Linked DNA regions of Gossypium hirsutum: regions 1 and 2 are each linked to region 3. Evidence: chromatin contacts called from public Hi-C data. All regions are on one chromosome and are shown on one strand. Each heading gives the region's core, a stretch centred on a gene start, on an enhancer-like site or on the middle of the called end of the contact. The rest is flanking DNA. Distances are from core to core; before and after follow the strand shown. Region 1 holds the start of LOC107891366 (zinc finger A20 and AN1 domain-containing stress-associated protein 10). Region 2 holds the start of LOC107956775. Region 3 has its middle 12 kb from the start of LOC107891390.

Region 1 (4,428 bases), core at 1,433-3,932, 230 kb before region 3:
GAAGGAAAAGTTGGAGATTGAGGCTTCACATCAGAAGCAACATTTGGCTAATATGGAGCAAATTGTTAGTGTGCTTGGCCAGATTGAGGAAGAGAACTCATCTGGGAAATTGACCTTGGAGTCCCTTGCAAATAGTTTTAGGGATTTGCAGAAAAATTATGCTGATGATTACAAATTGTGTAACTTGTCCTGCATTGCATGTTCATTAGCTTTGCCTCTGTTTATAAGAATGTTTCAGGGTTGGGATCCTCTTCTGAATCCATCTTACAGGATGGAGGTGATATCAGCATGGAAGGATTTATTGCAAATAGATGGTAGTTATGACATTTGGGAGGATGCAGCAACACCTTATTGTCAGTTGATCTCGGAAGTTGTTTTACCAGCTGTGAGGATATCTGGCATAAACACATGGGAGCCTAGGAACCCTGAACCAATGCTTGGATTTTTGGAATCATGGGAAAAGTTACTTCCGTCACCTATTCTTCAGATCATTTTGGATACTGTGGTAATGCTGAAATTGTCAAGAGCAGTTGACTCATGGAATCCCCGTAAGGAAACTGTTCCAATCCATGTCTGGGTTCATCCATGGTTGCCAATGTTGGGGCCAAAGTTGGAGGGCTTGTATCAAACAATACGTATGAAGTTGAGTAATGTTCTTGATGCTTGGCACCCAAGTGATCCATCTGCTTATGCTATACTATCACCTTGGAAGACTGTTTTTGATTCAGTGAGTTGGGAACAACTTATGCGCCAATATATAGTCCCGAAGTTGCAGATTGCTCTGCAGGAGTTCCAAATAAACCCTGCAGATCAGAAGCTTGATCAGTTTTATTGGGTTATGTCTTGGGCCTCTGCAATTCCCATTCATCTCATGGTTGATTTGATGGAGAAATTTTTCTTTGTAAAGTGGCTGCAGGTTTTGTATCATTGGTTGTGTTCAAAACCCGACTTTGAGGAGATAAAAAATTGGTACATGGGTTGGAAGGGACTTCTGCCACAGGAGCTTTTGGCTAATGAAAGCATCCGCAATCAACTTAACTGTGGTCTTGAGATGATGGTTCAGGCTGCTGACCATGTACCAGTAGTGCAGCCTGGTTTGAGGGAGAATGTTACATATCTTAAGGTGCGTGAGCAGAGGCAGTTTGAGGCTCAGCAGAGAGCAGCCGCACATGCACAACAGCCAGCTGCAGCCCAGATGGATGGTGTTCCTGAGATGAGTTTGAAGGAGGTAGTTGAGACCTATGCACAGCAGCATGAGTTACTATTCAAGCCCAAGCCTGGAAGGATGCATAATGGTCAACAGATATATGCCTTTGGTAACATAAGTGTAATAGTTGATTCACTTAACCAGAAAATTTTTGCCCAAAAGGATAATGGTTGGTCCCTGGTCTCACTTGATGATTTGTTGAAAATGCACTATAATTCTCTTGCGAGGAGACGTTGAATTTTAGGTAGTTCACTAGGAAAGATGCTGCAGTGAGAAGTTGTTTTGAGTTTTAAGCTGTCCTTTGAAAGGAGGTTGGTGGTTTCTCTGGTTATAGAGGTCAAATGTATTATGCATGAAATGTTTTGAGAACACAAGAGTTTAGTTCCCCCTTGATTTTTCAATTATAGGAATTGAGAATTTCTTGGAAATGCTCAATTCAGAGCGTTACATGGGTGTCTTCTGATCTTGTAAATATGTTATTCAGCAGTACTGTCAGTAAACATGGTTTCTCTATTTCGAAGGAGGCTTGCCAGGTTCTCTCCTTTTATTATGTATCGGTGACCTCTACTCTACCCTGTATGTTGGCTTTTCTGGGCATTAACCACTGGGGATCCATCTGGCATGTCCAGATTCGTAGGAACCAGGTTTGACCATTAGCAATGTAGGCATTACCATTCATCTGGTAAATAATGTTTTGCCCGATTGTAATCTGACATTATTCTCAATCAACTTTGATGTGTAGGGATGGTTTGACATGATGATGGCAATGAAAAAGCTTCTTGATTGTTGAATGTCAAAGATCCATATAAACATATTTTTTTTATTTTTATCAGCAATTAATGCATAAGGATTGGCATTGTGTTCTTTGACATGTTCATCTTGAAGCTAATATTGTGCAGGTTGAATTGGCTTGCTTTGAATGGTCATCTTAGAATTAATCTGATCAATTTCTAACCACAGACCAGACATGTAAGCACTAAACTTGATATCCGGTGAATAGAATATCAATAGTTTAATACTTGCTGCAATAAAAGCAAGATAAGGTAAAATGAAGCAGACCGATTATACGAATAAGATATAATAGAGTTACATCCTGGATTTGAGTTTGTCTCCCCTTATAACCGGGTTTTCTTTAGCTAAACCTCGACGACCGGCCTTCTTGAAATCGTAGTTGCAGGAATGTTCCAAAGGGTAGCGGTGGAACTGACAGAAAACTTTGCCCCACCGACATGTAAACCCCATCAAGCCAAGCTTCCTGTTGCAGCTTTCACACCTGTTGATTTTTGAAGGACTAGAAATTAAGGTTGCAGAAACAACCGAATCAGAAGGGCTTGGTGCAGCAGCTGAACTAGTAGGATCATTCATTTTGGCCGATTTGGAGAGCTCTAATTTGTAACACTTGGAGCATAAATCCTTGGTCTCCACCGAACCATGGAAACCACAGCCGTTTGCACATAAAGGAGTAGCAGTCACCATCTTTCTTCTTCTCTGCTTTCTTGATCTTATCTTGGTTACTGCTAGAAAATTCTGAGAGGACTTCGAACTTTTTTCAGCTTATTTTTGTTTGCTTGAATGGAGTTGCTATCTTTGAAATGTTAAAAAGAGTGTTGAAAAGAGGGAGGGAGAGAGAGTCTAGAAGGCTTCGAGTCTAGAAACCCCCGTGAAGCTATCGGTGGATTATTGTACAACAGAATTACTATGAAGTTTTGGTAATCGAAATTTTTTGGCCGAACTTTTTCCTATTTGTTGACTATTAAGCTTTTAAAGTACTTTCTTTATTATCATAACTACAGAAAAAAAAAAACAGATCCAAAACCGGGTATTTGTGTCCAGAAATATAATACATAAAAAATTTGCTCCAACTTAGAGATTCTTAATCAGTTTGTTGGACACTTGGACTCTTGTCACAGCAAGTTTAGGATTTTTGGTCCCTTACCCTGAGCTTCTATAGTGACTCTTGACAAGGAAAAGTAATTTGAAGATACAAATTTTCCCTCTGTATATATATACAGTCATTTTTTATCATGTGTATGTTGAAGAGTTACAAAATCAATGTTTGACAAGCATGGCTTCCATTTTCTTCTTCCTCGCTGCGTGTTTTAGTTTCTCCAGCGCCACAAGTCCGACTTGCCTAACTCTCTCCCTGGATAAACCTATGCTGAAGAATCAACAAAAGAAGAAAAGGTCAAATGGTGTTCGACATTGAACGAAATTTGCATGAGAAATGAAACCAGAAAGAGACTGTTGAATACCAACGAAGTCCGCATACATGTAAAAGAAAATCTGTATATATGAACAAACATGTCCTTTTTTTTTTCTTCTTCTTTGTATTATTATTTTCAACATCAATCACTGTGACATGAGGAATAAATATCTATGATATTTGCTTTGTTAATGACATAGACATCAAGGTGATCTTAAGTATAAAACAACTAAAGCTTTGCACTCAATATCATGTATTATCTTTTACTCTAACCGGTTGTTGATGGTAAATAAAATAAAAAATAAAAAAACTATGCATATGCTCACCGTTTACTGATGTCCTCCCATGTAAGACTTTCCTTATCCAAACCATGATAAAGCCGTATAATCTCCCTTTCTCGTTCTCCGAGAGTTATATCGATTAGTCTGTTCACTTCATCCTGTAAATGTAATGCAACATCGAAATCCAGATGCACGACAAAGAAACAGTTAAAATGTAAAGCTTAGCAGTAGCAGATTTTACATATTATTATATCATAAAATCAGTCTCCGATTTCCCTCTTTATCTAAAATAGCAAGCACTATGAGCCTCACTTCTGGCTGTATCTAAAATATATACCTTGAGTGCCCACTCATCTACTCCATGCCATGGATTGTTTTCTACATGGTTATCTGCAATGTACTGAAAAGATGAAAGGAAAATTGTTAGTAGTCGATAACAGGAAAGAGGAAAAGGGGGATTGAAATTCTATAGAGTTGGTTCATATAAAACATGAACTTACACTATGGTGAGTCTCTCCAGGAAGACCATTCAAAGACGGGAAAGCATCCCTGTCAAGGGAGAAGACCTTACTGACTGCCTGCATTTAGTGAAAAGATAGCATGAGCATGGAAAGTGCAATTGCAATATATAGTTCCTAGAAAGTAAGTTCCGAAAAAATCGTACCTCTGTGGCATTCCTAACTTTCTTCTGAGACATGTTCAGACTCTCAGCAATCCTCTGAAAGTATAAAAGAATC
Region 2 (4,455 bases), core at 88-2,587, 160 kb after region 3:
TTTTAAACTTATTAATCCAAACTAACTATTCTATTCTATTTCAAGTCAAATTAATGCGTTTTAAGCTAGTTTTATAATTATCCATTTAAAAATTCTTTAAAACAAATGCGATGTTCGATGTTTGGCAATTCGGGGAATCGTGCCCTATCATGCTGGGTTGCAATTTCCTTTTTGTTCAAAATAATCGAATATTCCTTTAGAATTTCACTCATGTCTTTAAAAATTCTTTAAAACGAAGGAAATGTTCGATGTTTGGCAATTCGGGGAATCGTGCCCTACCATGCTGGGTTGCAATTTCCCGTTTGTCCAAAATAATCAAATGTCCCTTTAGAATTTCACTCATGTTTTCTAAATTCTAAAACAAGGCAATGTACAATGTCTAGAAATTAGAGGAATCGTGCCCTACTGTGCTGGGTTTCGGTTTTTCTCGTTGGACTAAATAATTGGGCATCCTTCTGTGATTTTCAACATATAAACTTTTGGAACTCGAAATTTATCGTGCTTTCGAGGGTATAAAGGATCGTATCATATCATGCTGGATGTGATGCTATATTCTTCTGAAACAAGAGAATTTTGATTACCAACTTGAACCATTCAAATGTTTTCAAAGGAATCACATTTTAAAAACATTTTTAAATCTTAGATATAAGGACATTATTTAATCAATTTGGTACCAATTTTAGGCGTAGTGAGGGTGCTAATCCTTCCTCATGCGTAACCGACTCCCGAACCCGTTTTCTCAAATTTACGTAAGCCAAAATTGGTTTAAATGGAGTAACATATTTTATTAAGGTGATCCAATCACACCGAAACAAAAAGATTGGTGGCGACTCCACATTTCCGTTTTCAAAGTCGATCCCCTATTTTTCTTGTTTTCAAAAAATGGTTTCGACAGCTAACATCTGCCAACTACTGACAAATTCAAATTGATTTAAGCAATTCTCAAAATTCAGAGTCATTTTTCATTCTATACCTGAATAAAAGCACTATGATTGCAAACACCATCATCGACGATGAGTTTCCAACACCTAGAAACACAGAAAGAATGGTAGCGCAATGAGACAATGTTGGAACAAGGACAAGACTGACAACAACCATTTTCTCCAAAGGTTGATTATGAGAATGAATTTTCCCACCCTTTCCAGATAGAAAGAACAGTATATAGCTACCACCAATAACTGTAAGCAAAAGTGAAGCAAGTTTATACACTGTGTCTTCCCTATTTCTGGGCCTATCTGATAATGGAGAAAGGAAGCAATGGGTGGGAATGAAGGAATGAAGGAAAATGATGGATATGCCACCAATTGTTGATGGGTCTTTAGCGTTGAAACTCTCCATTTTTGCCTTTTTATTCAAAGTGGAAAGGAGATTGATTCTGTGTTACTTGAATTCAAAATAACTACTTTTCTATTCTTTCTTCTTCTTTTTTTAATTTCATTCTATGGAGAAAAACAGTGAAAGAATAAATTGGTTGGTGTCTGTTGAAGCATTGAAAAACAACAAAAATTATAATATATATACCAATTTTATTGTAAAAGTTTTAGGGATTTCAATATTTGAGAAGGGATTAGGGATTTTAATGATAGGTTTTAATTTTAAGGTTTTTTTTATAAATTCTTCGTTTTTTAATTTCGTATTTACTTCTTTTTTTTTTGACAGATTAGCATGTCACATAAGCTATTTCGTTGACCAGCGCTTGACTGGTGGTTAACTGACGTTTTCCGTTAAAGCCAAATTGACTTGTGAAAAAATCGTAATGTTGATGATATCAATACATAAAAAAAAAAGTCAAGGGCACAAAATTAAAAATCCCTAAATATCGAGGGTATTATATGGAATTATGCCAATAGAAAAAGGGCGTAGAAAGTAAAGCAACGTGGAGGTGGCCCTTGTGGAGTTAGTGTCAGTGACAGAACAAACAGATATTCTAAAAGGTTCCCTAACTCCAAGGCCAAAAATCTTTGCGGCAAAATTTGTAGAACCGAAAACAGTAAACCTAACAAGTATCATCGAACACAAAGAAGACAGAGCTACCCATGAAATTGTTTGATGCTCATTGCCACCTTCAAGATCCCAGAATTCTCAACAAAGCCCCCAAACTCATTTCCACTGCTTTGGATTCTGGTCTCCTTAATTTTGCTGTTAATGGTGTTTCTGAGGTCGCTCCTTTTACCTTGGATTTCTCATTCATTTTCCTATTTTATTTGTTTTTTTATAATGATATTATGTTTGGGTTTTTCTTGAAAACTGTAGAAAGACTGGCATTTGGTCAAAGAAATGGGAGACAAGTATCCTTCTGTTATTCCATGCTTTGGAGTTCATCCTTGGTAAAATGGTTACTTTTAAAATGAATACTTAGATATAGTTTTTAGGCTCTTCTCTTTTACTGTTTTCATTTGTTGCAGGTATGTTCCTCACAGAAGTCCAAATTGGTTTACGACTCTCAAGGAATTCTTTGAAACCACTCCTTCTGCTGCTGTTGGAGAGGTAAATTTATTTCTTTTACCACTAATTCTACTTAATTTCTTAATATCTAACCAAGGGTATTTAGTTTTATTTTAGTTTGTGCAGTCCATAGGTCTGATGTAGAGTTTTAACTTCAGTTTTCCAAATTTCATGGTAAAAAAGAAAATATTAAAACAGAAGGTTTCAGGACTAGATTCTTACACTATTGTGCTTGGATTTATATTTGTTCATAGCTACCTCTTAAATAACAACATGCTTTTGCACATTTCAGATTGGTTTGGACAAAGGCTCAAAAGGAAGGGAGATTGATTTTAATGATCAGGTCCTCACTGTTTTTGTGCTATCTTGATTGTCATTTATTTTGTATTAATTCTATTTTTTCATAAGGCAGCATACTTTCTGTTTTCTCTAAGGCAAAAAGAGCAGCTCCATGCATAATAAAAAGACTTGCATCCTGTTTACATGTTGCCATTACTTGGTATGAGTGCATGTATACTAGTCATTTTTGTAAAGTTTTCTGAATCTTTAAGTTCTATCTTCCAGATTGACGTATTTAGGCAACAGCTAGAGCTTGCAAAAGAGTTGAAAAAACCAGCATCAGTCCATTGTGTTCGTGCATTTGGCGATCTCCTTCATATAGTGAAGTATGACTTTGTCTACATCTATTTGTAACCGAGATTTTATCTTAAACAAATTACTGGGGACTATTTAGAAAATGTTTCAGCCACTTAGTAGATAACAAATAACATTATGAAGGCAAGAAAGCCTTCGAAATCTCTGGCACTTATCACTATTAGTGTCTTTGCTAGAAATGCTCATTATCAGGCATGTATCTTAGCTGCTTGTTTACTGATGTACATGTAAGATGCTATAGTTAATGTATGCGTTTCCTTACTGCAATGTATCTTATCACTATTAGTGTCTTTGATAGAATTGCTCATTACCAGGCATGTATCTTAGCTGCTTGTTTACTGATGTACATGTAAGATGCTTTGGTTAATGTATGTGTTTCCTTACTGCAATGTATTAATATCCTCAGGGACATTGGATCTTTCCCAGATGGTCTCCTCCTCCATTCTTACTTAGGCTCTGCGGAGATGGTTCCTGAATTTGTCAAATCCGGTGCTTACTTTTTATTATCCGGGTACATCATGCCCATGAAAGTGCAGAAGGCCAAGAAAATGTTGAAGACGGTTAGTTCATCGAGTTTATTGTTCCATTGATCTGATCATCATGTAACAAAGTATACAATTGTTTCACCTCTGAAATTCCTGCAGATACCTTTAGAAAGGATCCTCTTGGAGTCGGATGCTCCGGATGCATTGCCACATTTAGAGTTAAGCTCTCTGTTTTTGGTCGACGAAGATCCTTCCCTTCCACAAGAAATTTTTGCTCATGGGAGAACTGCTGCGCTTCAAATGTTAGCACTTCCTCTGATACGTCAAGAGACGCTTATTCATTGCCAAAAGACATGCTTAATCATCCGGCAAACATACATAATGTATAATTTCTAGTTCAACTGATGGGTATCTTTTCTATATGGCTGTAGACTGCTTACATCTTTATCTAGTACCTTACTTTCGGCACTTTTTCTCGTAGAAACTCAAGAAATATAATTACATAGGAAATAGCCTAAAACAAAATTAATATAGGACAGTGCCCTTCACCTCTGGTACATATCATGTTTCATTTATAAGCTTATGGATTCTTGGTTTGTTTTCTCCAGTTGAAAATAAATGTGATGTTCATAGCTTACTTAGTACAACCTGATTCATATATGATATAAAGGAAGCATAGGAGACTATGATCTTATTTGGGTTGAGTTCTAATTACCAGCAGCACTAATATGTTGGGACAGGGTTGGTCTGAAGATGGAACCTCAATAAGTTTAGAGTCATCGAAAGATTTTGTTATCACATCTACGACTGATAGTTGAATTTTTTTGAGGTGTCATCATTTAGTTTTGATCACATGATGTGCTGCTATATG
Region 3 (4,595 bases), core at 478-2,977:
ATCTTATCAAGTGTTAATCAGTGCTAAATGTTAGTTCACATAAATATAGGTGTTTTCCAGTTGAATGGTATTTATTATTCACTGGTTTAATTGGTTGATTGACCAAAATTACTTTAATGATTGTGTCTTCTCCATTTATTCTCTTATCAATAAGTTCTTTAAAATTCTTTCTTATATGATCAAAACAGAAGAAATGTTAATGTGGATATGGGGTAGAGCATTGGGCATGGCTGTTGTAGCGAAGCACTGAATTTTGTGTCAAAATTGAGGGTTGAAGGAAAGTCAAGCTGACTGTTTTGATAGGTTCTTTGGGGTTCTAAGAAGTCTACAATACAATGGTATAGACCTGCAGGGCATCTAACTTTGTGTAAATCATTAAACAAAGCCACTGATATGTTAGAATGCCATAAAATTGCTCTGATAAGTCCTAAGGTGCAATGACTGAAGTTCATCTGATGGGAAAATGTTAAAAATTGTAATGGAAACTATATCCAATATAAATTCTTGCAAGAACATGCTGTCACTGGACTAAAAGAGACATGGTAGCTTTCCATTATTATGAACTCTCGAACAACCAATGTTCAATTCCAGGATGCTCCTTGTTTGTTATGTGTTCTAAGGTTAACTTCCTCGCCTGTTCCATTTTGACATTATCATCTTTTACTGCTCTTATATATACTTTTATAGCTTATATTTGCAATTTTCAAAAAATAGGAAAAGTTCATACATTTTGAGTTGTCATTTTAGCAGCTTACTGGGTATTCACAATAAGTAGGGAATATGATGAAAGGAATTGAGACTGAAGGTGAACCATAAATGTTACACTGATAGCTAAACCTGGCTTTCATGCCCTTAGATGATATATTTGCATTGTCAAAACATAAGCAATTACAGGATTTCATGGAATTCTAATTTTTAAAGATGATTTGCTGGGTCTTTCCTTAATAAAGTAGTACTATAAAGATTGATTTGTTGGACTCCATGTATCTTATTTGTTAGGTCTTTCCTTAATAAACTAGTACTATAAAGATTGATTTGTTGGACTCTGTGTCTCTGAATAGCATATCACTGAGAATTATGATGTAGCACTATTATGGCAATTTCATTAATACCTTCAACACCTACTTACCAGTTACTTAAAAGCTGAAATTGCTCAGTTCAACACTCAGCAGTTGCACACATGCTTAAATGAACTCTTTTTTCTTGAGTTTCAAATCATGATCAATGAGACTTTCTTGTCCAAAGTGCAATTTACATGATTTTGGCACATAAAATGTGCTTGGCTGCATCAGTTTGCAGAGCTTCCGGACCTTCCTTATTGCAGCATCGAGCATTCAAGGGACAACCGAGGCAGGCATGGCATACAAAGCCATATGTGAGGAGGTAGAAAGTGCAGATGAAGCAGCAGCAAGACAGAAATGATAAAAAAGCATTGGCAACATTTTCAAACTGAGAAACCCAAACTCCTTTCAATTATTCTCCATAGTTTCCTTCACTTATGAAGGGTCTTCAATTAGTTTTGGCTAGTAGCAGTTGTACCCTTCCTATCCATAGTATTCCATTACCATTAAGAGTCAAATCTTTAGGTGGAATTTATAACTGCATACACTAAAAAAGGGGAAAGCCAATTAATTCACTTGCCGTGGAATTTATTGCAAGGGGCACAACCATTGGGTGTTCATATGATTCTTTCTTTTTGTCATTTAGTCTGCCATTTATTTCAGTTTGGGTTTTATATGACTGAATGGTTGCCAAGGTGTGGATTCTGATTGCTCACATTGTTTGTGGTAAACGTGAATTTGGCAGGACTTGTGATGTCAGACACACCCGCATGCAAAAATACAAGCAATGATTTGATGATGGATGGAATTTGTTTGGTGGGAGAGGAAATTTGAGTGGAAAGTTAAGCATGTAATGTTAAAGGGACTTCCCTTGTTTTGTTTGGTTAGGAGGATTTATTGGAAGCAAAAGAAATATATACATGGAAGAGCTTTCATGCTTTCAACCCAAAATACCATTTTTTTTTCATTAATTAAAGTGGAATTTTCTTTTTTATTAGCTTTTCTTGCAATTGAATATGAGTATTATTAAGAAATTGGATGTTGTTAAGTTTATGGTCAAATCTTATGATGGAAAAAATAGTATCAGAAGAGTTTTATCTTCGTTTATAGAATTTGATTCGACTCAACTTTAGATTTGGTCAAAATTTAGTAGGATTATAAAATATCGAAAGAGTAAATAAAAAGAAAATTTTTATGCTTTCAAGACAAATTACCTCTTTTATATATATATATATATATAATTGGAGTGATTAACTAAAGTAAGTTTCCTTTATTCTCATCCTTCCTTTTTAATAAAAGCAAAAAGAGTCGTAATCCCAAATAAAGTTTCATTTTTTCTTATATAAAGAGATAATTTGATGATAAAAAATTACAGATATTTAATTTTGAATAAAAGATTATTACACAGCATGGTTTGAAATTATTATACAATAAAATTTGAAAAATTTTAAATATTTTAAAATATTATTATAAAAATAATAATAAATTCCGAATAAAAACAAATTAATAGAATTAAACTTGCCTTAATTTTAACTATTACTAAAAGTGCGTCAATTCATTCCATCTTTTTTAGCCATAAATTAAGCACTAAGAAATTAAAATAAAAATTGAAATATATAGATAAAATAAAAAAGAAAGAGACAAGTGACAATTTATTATATTATAAAAATATTGAGGATGAATTAGATTTAATAATAAAAAAAGGGGGTGAAAGTCACAAATTGCCCCCACCAATAAAGTGAATCCTAGAAAAACAAATCAATGGCTTGTTCAAAACGTAAGTTTTGCAGTGCTTTCTTCACTTCCTAAGATTTACTTGTGTGTGTTTTTTCTACATTGATAGTGCTATTTTTCTACTACCTTTATTTATCTTCTTCATTCACTATATTTTCAAATTAGCTTGCTTTTAAGACTAGTTGTTATTATTATTATTATCTAAATTACTCAACTTTCAAGTAAAAAAATAAATTGGAACTATCCGTACTCCCTCCCAAACTTATAAATACGAGAATAATGTACATCTTTTTGTATTGATAATAATGTATATACTAAACTAACTAAAATAAAAATATAAGTGGAGAAGGAGGTAACAAATATATAAATGTGATTCCCAAACAGACTTATTTATTATTATTTTTCATTCCCCCATTTCTCCCTTATTTTAATTCAACTCTCCATTTCTCCATAAGCATCCGTTACACTGCAACTCTTTTCATTGACATTTTCTCACATATCCTCCTCTTCCTCCTTACTTTTGCTTTTCATACAACTAATATAATACATATAGATAAATTTGATCCTAGAATCACTCCTTTGACTTGTTTCATCTCTCAACAAGACTGTACAAAATCCAAAACCATCTTTTGTTTTTATGTCAATGGGTAGCAGCAGACAGATTAGTAGTGTAACCCTCTTTCACCTCTCACTTCTTCTTCTTCTTGTTGTTATTATTATCCTCCCTGTCAGCAATGGAGCCATTTACAGAATCCATGATCTAAGCCTCACCAACAAACATAAGGTGATGATGATGGACTTGAAACACTTTCCCATCAATCTTCTCACCAAAGGTGTTCCCATTCCTCCCTCTGCTCCATCGAAGAGACACAATGTCCAGCCTGATGATGCCTTCCTTGGTTCAACACCAGCCAAAGATGGCCAAAGAGACTAAGCCTATGTGCCTCCTAACCCTTTTTTTATGGGTCACAATCAACAATGGTGCTCACTGTTTTACCAGTTGTTTTTCAGTTTGCTTGAGTGGTATGTTATTTTCATATTCTTGGGAACAAGAAATCATGATCCCAGAGTTTTTTGTCTTCTTTTTTTTTTTTTTTGTGATGAGCTTGAAATTTTGATATTTGTTAAAAGAAAGTTTGAAGAATTTTTGTTTATTATTATTTAATTTAGATTATGGAGCAAAAGGGATGGTGCATTAATTTACAAGTCCATTATTTCAACGCTAATAGATAACTGCTGCAATTACGATGATAGATTACCAAACAAAACGTAGCTACTCAACCTAAATCAGCTACTTGGATTTTCATTTCCACTTATCCTATTTTGTTTTGGGAAATTTATACATAATGTGAAATTTATAGATAAACTATTATTTGGTGTAAATATACACGTTAAATTTATATTGTTTTAATTTTGATTCAATTGTACATACAGACATTTTCATATTGGATTAATGTAATTATTCGTGTATGTAATATCAAACAATGATTATTTGATAATGTTATTATTGATATTTGAAAACTGAAATCAAATTAAAATTTTATTTATAAAATCGTACAAAATCAAATTTTATGAATTAAAGTGCACATATAGTTTTGATATTTATCCCTTTTATTTTTGTATAAGTTTGATAAACAACATTTAAAGGACTATTTAAGTATCATTTTAAAAAAGTATTGACATTTTCATGAGGGTAAATTATATAGATAGTCACTCAACTATAAAAAATTTTCATTTTAAGCACCCAAAATAAAAAGTTTGCAATTTAAGCACCCACGTTACATAGTTCGATTATTTTGG

Evidence for each region. Hi-C and Micro-C count contacts between places; a contact is called where the count stands out from the background.
Region 1: a contact with region 3 is called in a Hi-C map of leaf, with 2.8 times the contacts expected there. The contact joins the promoter of LOC107891366 here to the enhancer-like site in region 3. A contact is called at or near these places in 9 of 34 Hi-C or Micro-C datasets (callus, leaf and petal).
Region 2: a Hi-C map of leaf shows a contact between it and region 3, with 3 times the contacts expected there. The contact joins the promoter of LOC107956775 here to the enhancer-like site in region 3. A contact is called at or near these places in 5 of 34 Hi-C or Micro-C datasets (callus, hypocotyl and leaf).

What each region holds. Positions count from the first base shown.
Region 1 is chrA11:85,254,910-85,259,337 of Gossypium_hirsutum_v2.1, forward strand. LOC107891366 (zinc finger A20 and AN1 domain-containing stress-associated protein 10) reads right to left here and starts at 2,683. Exons shown (of 2, transcript XM_016816141.2): 1 at 2,350-2,683; 2 at 2,093-2,229. The coding sequence starts at 2,683. The coding sequence ends at 2,093. It overlaps LOC107891346 (septin and tuftelin-interacting protein 1 homolog 1), which reads left to right. Exons shown (of 2, transcript XM_016816109.2): 2 at 1-1,998. The coding sequence ends at 1,444. LOC107891353 (RNA polymerase sigma factor sigA) reads right to left here. Exons shown (of 10, transcript XM_016816121.2): 6 at 4,356-4,409; 7 at 4,192-4,269; 8 at 4,029-4,091; 9 at 3,737-3,849; 10 at 3,030-3,365. The coding sequence ends at 3,257.
Region 2 is chrA11:85,652,676-85,657,130 of Gossypium_hirsutum_v2.1, forward strand. LOC107956775 reads right to left here and starts at 1,338. Exons shown (of 1, transcript XM_016892302.1): 1 at 943-1,338. The coding sequence starts at 1,338. The coding sequence ends at 943. It also overlaps the pseudogene LOC107890937.
Region 3 is chrA11:85,489,019-85,493,613 of Gossypium_hirsutum_v2.1, forward strand. No RefSeq gene overlaps it. Among protein-coding and RNA genes, the nearest start is that of LOC107891390, 12 kb to the right of the region's middle. Within about 2 kb of position 1,728, at least 4 of the 9 cell types and tissues checked have an H3K27ac peak or open chromatin away from gene starts, as enhancers often do. A contact at or near this core is called in leaf, where this site is marked.